2 separate regions of the Anser cygnoides genome follow, and region 2 is linked to region 1. Evidence: chromatin contacts called from public Hi-C data. All regions are on one chromosome and are shown on one strand. Each heading gives the region's core, a stretch centred on a gene start, on an enhancer-like site or on the middle of the called end of the contact. The rest is flanking DNA. Distances are from core to core; before and after follow the strand shown. Region 1 overlaps NPRL3 (NPR3 like, GATOR1 complex subunit). Region 2 holds the start of LOC106033601 (hemoglobin subunit alpha-A).

Evidence for each region. Hi-C and Micro-C count contacts between places; a contact is called where the count stands out from the background.
Region 2: a contact with region 1 is called in a Hi-C map of blood, with 2.3 times the contacts expected there. The contact joins the promoter of LOC106033601 here to the enhancer-like site in region 1. A contact is called at or near these places in 2 of 7 Hi-C or Micro-C datasets (blood and liver).

Annotation. Positions count from the first base shown.
Region 1 is chr15:11,239,799-11,244,642 of Taihu_goose_T2T_genome, reverse strand. The region is part of intron 5 of NPRL3 (NPR3 like, GATOR1 complex subunit); the gene reads left to right. Among named protein-coding and RNA genes, the nearest start is that of NPRL3, 23 kb to the left of the region's middle. Within about 2 kb of position 2,717, at least 2 of the 3 cell types and tissues checked have open chromatin away from gene starts, as enhancers often do. A contact at or near this core is called in liver, where this site is marked.
Region 2 is chr15:11,276,631-11,281,529 of Taihu_goose_T2T_genome, reverse strand. It overlaps LOC106033601 (hemoglobin subunit alpha-A), which reads right to left and starts at 3,625. Exons shown (of 3, transcript XM_013177230.3): 1 at 3,466-3,625; 2 at 3,112-3,316; 3 at 2,778-3,003. The coding sequence starts at 3,560. The coding sequence ends at 2,875.

The DNA of each region.
Region 1 (4,844 bases), core at 1,468-3,967:
TGAAATGTTCGCAGAATTGCTATCCTAATCATCACCTTGGTCTCCCTTTCGATATATTATGTTTCTTAAAAGTTGGTGATCTGTTGCAGCTTCACGATTTATTATTTTCCTCCTTGGCACAGAGGAACATAAAAATAAACGAATTGTAAAACTGAAAAATCTGAATATGAAAATATGAATATTTTATCTCTGTAGTAGTGCTCTAAACCTGCAGGTAAGAGAAAAATGCTGCATATAGCACTGATGGCAATGTTAGATACTGCCTTGGCTTCATTTGGTTACACTGTGCATGTCTGGACAGTGAATTTGGATTAGGTGGTGAGACTTTCAGCAGAATAGAAAGTGTAACATGCTGTTTCTTGATTGGATTAAAGGTTCTGGTGAGGATTTCAAAGGAGCATTGAGCTAGTGTTGAATTTCAGCAGGAGTTGGCACCCAGCTCCTCCAGCGTACTGCTTCAACAGTATGTCGGTGCTGACTCGTCATGCAGAGCAGACACCTTCATTCAGGATATGCACTTGGCAGGAGAAGGACAGAAGATAGAAGGGTTTGGTGGGGTGAAGGATGAGCCCCTTGATTAGTGTGTTTGTCTGGACTTAGGAAAACTACTGTTGAGTTCCTTTGTTGACTGTCAGGCACAGTGTATGATCTTAGACCAACTCTTTAGCTTCCCTAGGTCACAGTTTCCCTTGTTCAAAGGGAATAATCACAAAGACCTGGAAGGCAAGGCACTGAAAACCTAGATAATTTAACGATTGCAAAGCACATTATAAAACTTCTAATAAGCTGTTTTAACTATGTTCAAGAGCTGTGAATTTCAGGCTGTTTGGAATGAGTGTAGCATATTGTTCAATAAGATTCTCACAAAATGTATACTAAATTTTAAAATAAGGCTTTTTTTTTTTTTTTTTTGCGTAGCCTGTAATTCTTATATCAAACTTTTCACTTGCTTTTTATGTTTCTCTGTTCGTCTCAGGGTATGAATTCATGACTGGGCAAATATTGATCTTGTTTCCAAACATTTTAGTGACACAGTGACATCTTGTGGCATTTAACTGTGACTGGAGGAACATACAGCCCAAGCTCATGGAGTAATACTACTGTCCTTCCATGAAATAAGGAGTAGACTGGCCATGGAGAAACACACATTGGTGCCGGCTCCCAGATATAAAATAAAGCAGTCTCCCTTATTTAGGCATTGTGGGTGGGGGAGAGGGCGTGCATGTCATATTTTGACACTATTTTGCATGGCATTGTCACAAGCAAATTAAGAACTAAACTGTTGGTAAAAGGATAAATGACTTTGCATTTGATTAGTAAGCTCTCTTTGAAGAGTCATTAACAGTGTTAGCTGGATGGGTAATAAGGTGGTGTTCTGCATTTTCCATTAATGCTTTATATGAGAAAATAGGAAATATGCTTATTACACCTGCAGGCAGACAGGGTGAGAGGTGCTGCAGCACCTTGCAGGGCAAGCATATAACTAAAATAATTTTTTGGTCAAATAGAAGAAACTGTCCAGCACTGGAGGGACAGGGACCTGCTGGAGCAGGTCCGGAGGAGGCCACGAGGATGGTCAGGGGGCTGGAGCACCTCTGCTGTGAAGAGAGGCTGAGGGAGCTGGGAGCGTTCAGCCTGGAGAAGAGAAGGCTCCGGGGAGACCTATTGTGGCCTTTTAATACCTAAAGGGGGCTTGTAAGAAAGATGGAGTGAGACTTACAACAAGGGCATGTAGTGACAGGACAAGGGCTAATGATTTTAAACTAAAAGAGGGTGGACTTAATGTATCAGGAAGAAATTCTTTATTGTAAGGGTTGTGAGGCCCTGGCCCAGGCTGCCCAGAGGAGCTGTGGGTGCCCCATCCCTGGCAGTGCTCAAGGCCAGGCTGGGTGGGGATTTGGGCAGCCTGATCTAGTAGCAGATGTGCCTGCCCATGGGACTAGGTGATCTGTAAAGGTCCCTTCCAACCCAAACTATTCTATGATTCTGTGATAAGTGCATGCAGTGGCAATGTACTGGTTTAAATATATGGGCATTTCTGGCATAGCCTTTGGCATAAGGAAACATAGTTAGGTGGAGAGGGCACTTTGAATTGCAGATGGGAACCCATCTCTCCATCTGAGATTTGCTCAAGCCAGCATTTCCTTGTGCCTGCTTGTTTTGGAATTCCAGTCAAGTGCTTCTTGAATTACTGCAGTTGCTTCAGAATTGCTGTCTAGCCTTTGGTTTCCTGTAGATGGTGCTGAGGTATTTCAGGCAAGACCCAACATGTCCCTTAGTAAGTTGGTTTGTAGTAAACCATGAGTGTACGAATCTTTTTATAGCACAATGTCCTTTGCATTTTGAATGAAATGTCCTTATTTTATAAGGCAGTAATCAGTAGCCAGGCCATTTTGACTGTAGTGCTACTGCTGCTGTTATAACTGAGTGTTATTAAACTGACAGTTTGGAGGTAAACAACAGCTAGTTCCTGGGACCTTCTTGACTAACAGCTAAAACCAGATGTTTCTCTTCCATTAGTTGCGAAAACAAGTTTGAAAATCTTTTTCACCTTCCCCTCAGAGGAAGGGGAACCTTTACTGGTTTTACAATGGGGGTCTCCTATAAGCCAGCGTTCAATTTAAGGAATTAAGACTACTTTCACCAATTGTTATCTACAGAGCAGATAATTTGTTAGCCTGATGATAGCTAAGTGCCCATCTGTTTTTTAGTAAATTTCTATTAGCTTTATATTAGAAGAAAATTGAAAATACGATTTTTTGGGGGGAGGAGAGGATTGGTTTTTGTTTGTTTTTAATATACAAAGAGCCTTTATACATTTTAGCCTAGTGGGATTTGAACTGACTGGTGGATCTAGCCTATCTCATCACTTTAAGGAGAAGAGGAATAATTATATGAAAATTAATGAATTATTATGTTATTTATATGACTGTACTATGACATATAAGCCAACTACAGTTAGTTGACCAAAGGACAGTGTGTCTTTTACAGGGAAGCATAAAACTATTTGAAAGCTCTAAATAGTCACAACCTCTAGCAAAAATAAACTCAAAAGCTACAAGCTCACCCCTACAAAACTAGCAAACATATTATTAATATATGGTGTAAATAGGATAAACATAAGATGTGGTGTGTGTGTAGGAATTCATAACCAGTTTATAAAAAGTGAGGTGGGATTGTCTGCGTTTTGCTGATAGCTGTGAAAAAGAAGGCTGGAATTCTGTAGGATACTGGCCAACTTTAAGATTCCCATTTTGGGGGGAGTAGATCACAGTTGCTATTCAGGGCAAAGCATAAGAACAGAGCAAAAGAGCAGTGATATTCCCTAAAATATTCCACAGCTTCCTGCAGCTTGCAGCTCTGGAGGTGCTTTCTGTATATTCAACAGCCTTAAGCTGATCTCATTTCCCGAAATTAGTTCACTCTCCTGCAAGCCAAAGTAAATATTTAACAACCACAGCATCCTCTGATAAGGAGCTCCATGGCTTAACTGGTTGCTCTGTTTCTTTCTGTTTCTTTTTGAACTTTGCTCCTCCTCCCAGTCTCATTAGATGTATCTTAGGTCTTACACTGGAGAGACAGTGAAGAGCTTTTTACTGGTTACTTCTCCCTGATTCATTTTCAGATTACTACAAAATCCCCTGTCAGTATCCTAATCCCTTGCTATGTATCCCTCAGCATTGCTCATCGTGTATCATCTAAGCAGAGATTTCCAACAAAAAGTGTTGAAATTAAGTTTTCGTGAGAGAAATGGAACATCAGTGAGGATTTAATGGACGATTAGAATATGGAGAATGAAGCCATTTTTACCCAGTTACTTGTGATGTCTGTGGGAATCTGCATTCATACCTGTGCTGTTCAATGTGTTCATATTGATAACTGGCCTGGAAAAAGGGGCAGTGTGTGAAGTGACAAAGTTTACAGATAATAACAAAGGGAATAAAAGTGCAAATAGATGAGGAAGATTTGAAGAAAGGTTACTGGAGACCAATTGATCAGCAGATGAAATTCACTATAGTTAGATGTAAAGTAATGCACATGAGACAAAACAAACCTTTAATATATAACTGCTCTGAAAAGGGCTTTTGGAATTATAGCAGATAGTTCAGTGAAAAACCTCGGGGTGCAGTAACACCGAAAAAATCCCTATAAAACGTGAAGAGAAGTTGGGAAAGGAGCAAAGAAGAAAAGAGGTAATCTGTACATTTCTTGTATATCTACCATGCCTTCGAAATCTTTGTGTAATTCTATGTTTCCTGTCAGGGACTATTTAAATGTGTCCCTGAGCCAGAGGTTCATGGTACAGTGCTGGCCAACGCAGTGTTCTCACCTTCTGTGGTCCCACGTCTTCCTGGTGCTGGACTCGGGGTGGGATAGTGAGGTCTGTGCTCTAAGTTTGCCTTCAGATTTGATCTGTTCACTGCTGCTAGATAAAGATGATTCCACTTCGGTTTCTAACTGTGTTTCAGTCTCTTTAGGATAGGATCAGCATAGCAGAGCTGGTGCCACATCTTTTGAATAAGGACATCGTGTTATAGAGTTACATGTGCTCATTGAGCATGGATATCACCACTTACACAGGACTGTTTGCTCCACAATTTCAGTTGTTTGAGAAGAACAAAGTCGAAGTGTAGCTAGGTGACTCTGTAATGCAACTTTGATAACTTACAACCTGTTTTCTTGGTACTTTCTTCTGTTGCCAGTTTTTGGTGTTATGCTTCTGTCCCTAAAGAAGGAAGCTTCTGGGTGTGCATGGTCCCCAGCCAAACAACTGGCAGCCAGCTCATGGGGATTCGTGAGGCTTACAGTAAAAAGCTTGCTAAATAGATGACTTTGTGGGGAAC
Region 2 (4,899 bases), core at 2,376-4,875, 36 kb before region 1:
CACTGGCTGGGCAGCATCAGGAGCAGAGAAGGCCTTGGCTCTGTGCGAGCCCTGCTCAGCAACAGCTGGAACACCGGGGTGTGGCCCGTGTTTTTTACCTGCCTGCATCCAAAACACAGCACCATATGAGCTACCATGAAGAAAATTAACTCTATCCCAACTAATCCTTCTCCTGATAAATGTTCTTTGTGGAACATTCTGAACATGAGCCAGCAGTGTGCCCAGGTGGCCAAGAAGGCCAACGGCATCCTGGCTTGTATCAGGAATAGCGTAGCCAGCAGGACCAGGGAGGTGATCGTCCCCCATACTCTGCTCTGGTGAGGCCGCACCTCGAGTACTGTGTTCAGTTTTGGGCCCCTCACTACAAGAAGGACATCGAGGCCCTGGAGCGTGTCCAGAGCAGGGCTACGAAGCTGGTGAAGGGCCTGGGACACAAGTCCTGTGAGGAGCGGCTGAGGGACCTGGGGGGGTTTGGGCTGGAGAAGAGGAGGCTCAGGGGAGACCTTATTGCTCTCTACAGCTACCTGACAGGAAGGTGTGGGGAGCTGGGGGTCGGCCTCTTCTCACAGGTAACTAGTGAAAGGACTAGAGGGAATGGCCTCAAGTTGTGCCAGGGGAGGTTCAGCCTAGAAATGAGGAGACATTTCTGCTCAGAAAGAGCAGTCAGGCATTGGGATGGGTTGCCCAGGGAGGTGGGGGAGTCACCGTCCCTGGGGGTGTTCAAGAAAAGGTTGGACTTGGTGCTTAGGGACATGGTTTAGTGGGTGACATTGGTGGTAGGGGGATGGTTGGACCAGATGATCTTGGAGGTCTTTTCCAACCTTAATGATTCTGTGATTCCATGTTTCTGGTGCAAAACAGTATTTCAGGATAATTCCTAAGGAAGGCAGTCTTCTGGAAACCCCCTGAGAACATGGACAAACTTCCGTAAGGAGGCCTACACACTTTTGGACAGCCTGGCAAGTGCTGGAGGCTCCAGCTCAGGCTGCAGCCAGGAGCAAGGCTGCACTGGCTGGCTAGCTCTGATAAAGGGACCACGGCTTGAGGCCCCCATCTTGTGGCAGTGGGGATGAGCGACGGCGACAAAACATCTGGCTGTTTGGAGCAGAGCGCTTCTGTGGCCAGGCAGAGACAGGGCACTGCCTGCTGGGACAGGCTGCCTCCTCTGAAACTTGCCCTGCTGTGTCCTTCCTAAGGACACAACGAGGTGTGAGAGCTATAGGAAGTGAAAGCCTGGCAGAGGCAGTGGGGACAGCAGCCAAATCGTGACCCACACACATATTATTCCCCTGCATTGCTCCTTACACTTCACTCTTCATGCACACACAGGCCCTTATGCATGTGCATAAATACGCTTTTTTTGCTCTGTGTATGCTGCCCCTTGCTTGCTTCCTAAGCATGTGTGCACATACAGTGCCTGCCAAGCCTGGAGGACATCCATTTCCTTTCTCACAGCCTCACCCATGTGTTGCCTCTTGCACACGCATTGGGTTTGCCATGCTCAGGACTGCAAGGATCCCCTGCAACAGAGTTTGGAGCAGCCCAGCAGCTTTGTCTTCTCAGCACGGGGTGGTGACGCCTGAGGCTGCTGCTTTGCAAGAGTAACTGACAGTCACTGGAGGCTGCAGAGGGCTGGGGCAAGTGTCCATCCTTCCACCCAGACCCACTGGTGTGGCACACAGGCCAGGGAGCAAGGGGGCCTGTGACAACTTCAAGTTGGCTCCGTGCCGTGGCTTTGCTGTGCCGGCCGCCCCAGGGCTTTCTTGAACCTTCATCCCTGCACCAAGCACTTCGGAGCCCTGGCAGGGATGGGACACAGTTACTCAGCACCTGACAGGTTTTAGGTCCGTTCCCCCCCCCTTCCCCCCCCTCCCCCGACTATCTGCTGCCCTGGTCTCTTACCACACCCACAGGCTGGAAGAGAGCCCATGCGACTGTTATCAGCCACTTGCAGCCCCCCACCTGCCATGGCCACCCCACAGCCTCACTGCTGGCCACGATAAGGGCTGGGGACTACACAGAGCCCCCAGTGCTGCTTCACAGCCTGCTCTCCTTTTCCTGCCCCGACATTACACTGCTGAAGTTCCACCCCAAAGAGCAGGATCTGGGGCTGAGCCCCTGGCATTTGAGGGCTCCCCTCGGAGTCACTCACGCCTGCTGTCCCCTCAGTGTGCCCCCAGCACCCCGACCAAGCAGCACACTAGCACTGCATTATTAGATGAGAACAGAGAAGTCCTACAAGCATTGTACAGCCAGTTGTGGGGCTGCATGGAAAGCTGTCCCTGCACAGGGTGTCCTCACTATGCCATCACACAGCTGGCTGCAGGTGCCAGGAACTGCCTCTCCTCCAGTCTCCTGCAAGCGCTTCCAGGATGAGGTAATCTCTTCCCATGCAACTTTGTCCTCATTGTGGTGAGGGGTGCACAGCACTCTCCACCCCAACTCGAAGGATCCCGGCGTGACTACGGTGCTCTGATGGGAAGGTCAGGACAGGCCGGGGCTGCAGGGAGCTCCCAAGGACCAGATTCTGGCCACTTGCTGGCCTTTCCTCTCCACTAGTGCCTAGAAATGCTCTGCTCATGCCTGCAGCTGGCGGAGCACTGTCTGCCTCCTAGGCACCACCACCCAACCACCTTCTCCTCTCCAAGCAGTGAAGACGACAGAACCCATTTCCTGTGCGTGCCCACCTGGTTCAGGGGATCTCCAGTTCAGGTGCACAGAGCCGCTCCCTCCCTCTCCCTCCCCATGGAGGAACAACCAGAGCAGGACACCAGGGCTGGAGCACAAATGCAACAGATTTTATTTCAGATCATTTGGCTGCTCGCTGTTGGAAGGCTGGCAAGAGGGTGGGTCCAGCTCTAGCCACGGTGCCGTTTAACGGTACTTGGCAGTCAGCACGGTACCCACGGCGCACAGGAACTTGTCCAGGGAAGCGTGGACCTCTGGGGTCAGGGCAGAGGGGTGGTGGATGGCAACCACCACCAGGAAGCAGTGGCCCAGGAACTGAAAGGCAAAAGGAGATGGTGAGCGAGTGGGGGAGGTAAAGGGGTGGCCAGATGGCCCAGGAGGGGTGCGGAAGAGGAGCTAAGGGGGAAGTCACTAGAGTCTCACTTTGAAGTTGACAGGGTCCACACGGAGCTTTTGGGCGTGGAGGTCACTGAGCTTGGAGAGAGCACCCGCGATGTCATCGATGTGGTTGACAGCCTCGACTAGGGCAGCCGCCACCTTCTTGCCATGCGCCTTGATCTGAGCAGAGCCGTGCTGCAGGTCAAAGTGGGGGAAGTAGGTCTTGGTCTGGGGGTAGGCGGTGAACATCCTGTGGAGCAGAGCGAGTCAGGGCCAGCGGGATCAACGGATGGGGGGACAAACCGGGTGGGGTAGGACACAGACAGTCATGGTGGGGGAGAGCAGGGGGTTGGAGAGGAGAGGATCAGGGACAGACGGAGGACGGGGACAGACACCTACCTCTCCAGGGTCTCGGCGCCATACTCTTCAGCATGGCCACCGATTTTGGAGAAGACACCCTTGACGTTGGTCTTGTCAGCCGCAGACAGCACCATGGTTGCAGCTCCGCGTTGGCAGCCCCCAGCACGGGTGCCCCCACTGGCGCCGCCGGCCTTATATCTCCGTGCCGGGCCGGGCGCCGCCCGCCCCCGCCCGCCCCGCCGCGGCTGGACCTCGGCCAGGCGGGGCCGCCGCCCTGCCCCGCCTGCGGCACCAGCACCGCCGGGGGGGGCAGACCCCGGCATGAGCTGGGGCTGGGGTTAGGGTTAGGGGGGTCTGACCCCGGCACGAAATGGGTTTAGGTTTAGGGTTTGGGGGGGCTGACCCCGGCATGAACTGGGATTGGGGTTAGGGTTAGGGTTAGGGTTAGGGTTGGTTAGGGTTGGTTAGGGTTAGGGTTGGGGGAGTCTGATGGGGTTAGCGTTAGGGGTGTCTGACCCCAGCATGAGATGGGATTAAGGTTAGGGTTTGGGGGGGGGGCTAACCCCGGCATGAACTGGGATTCGGGTTGGGGTTAGGTTTAGGGTTGGAGGAGTCTGATAGGGTTAGGGTTAAGAGGGTCTGACCACAGCACAAGATGGGATTAGGGTTACGGTTTGGGGGGTCTGACCCCAGCATGAGCTGGGATTGCGGTTAGGGTTCAGGGGGACTGACCCCGGCACAATCTGGGGTTATTGTTGGGTTTGGTGGGTTCCAACCCTGGCAGGAGCTGGGTTTGGGGTTAGTGTTAGGGTTAGGTTAGGTCTGTGCTGGCACAGGTTTAGTTTAGGGTACGTGCTGACACAATTGGAGAATTCCCTGGCTCCTGGGAACGGGGTACACACAGCAGATCCAGGGGGTCAGCACCAGGCACAGATGCAAGCACCAGCCTGCAGCAGCAGGAGCTGACAGCTGGGGAAGGAAAGAAGGCATGCAGGGCCACAGCGGCCCATGGTGAGTCCTGTGCACCCTGAATGATGAAGGTGAGGAGGGCAAGGAAGACGAGGAGGGTGAGGAAGATGAGGACAGCTGGCAAGGTGAGGGCAGCAGTGCTTCCAGTAGGTTCGAGAGCAGGCGGGTGGAGGACAGTTCACACCCGTGTTTCCTCCGTGGCCAGCGGTTCTTATCATTTGTGTTTGGGGGAGATTAGCTTGACCTGGCACCATGTCAGAGCATGGGAGGAGGGGGGAGCAGAGCCCAGGGAAAGAGTGGCAGGGCAGAGTGTTTTCATCCTGTGCACACATCAGTGGGGCAAACTGCAAAACGGATGAACCCTTCAAACTGAAGGCACAGGAATATTTGGGACTAAATGAACATGGAGACAGATACATGTAGATAATGCTTCAGAGCATGGAGGAATAGCACTGTGTGTTCATGAGTGCCCTCACAAAAGCAGGAGCCAGCATGGCACAAGGA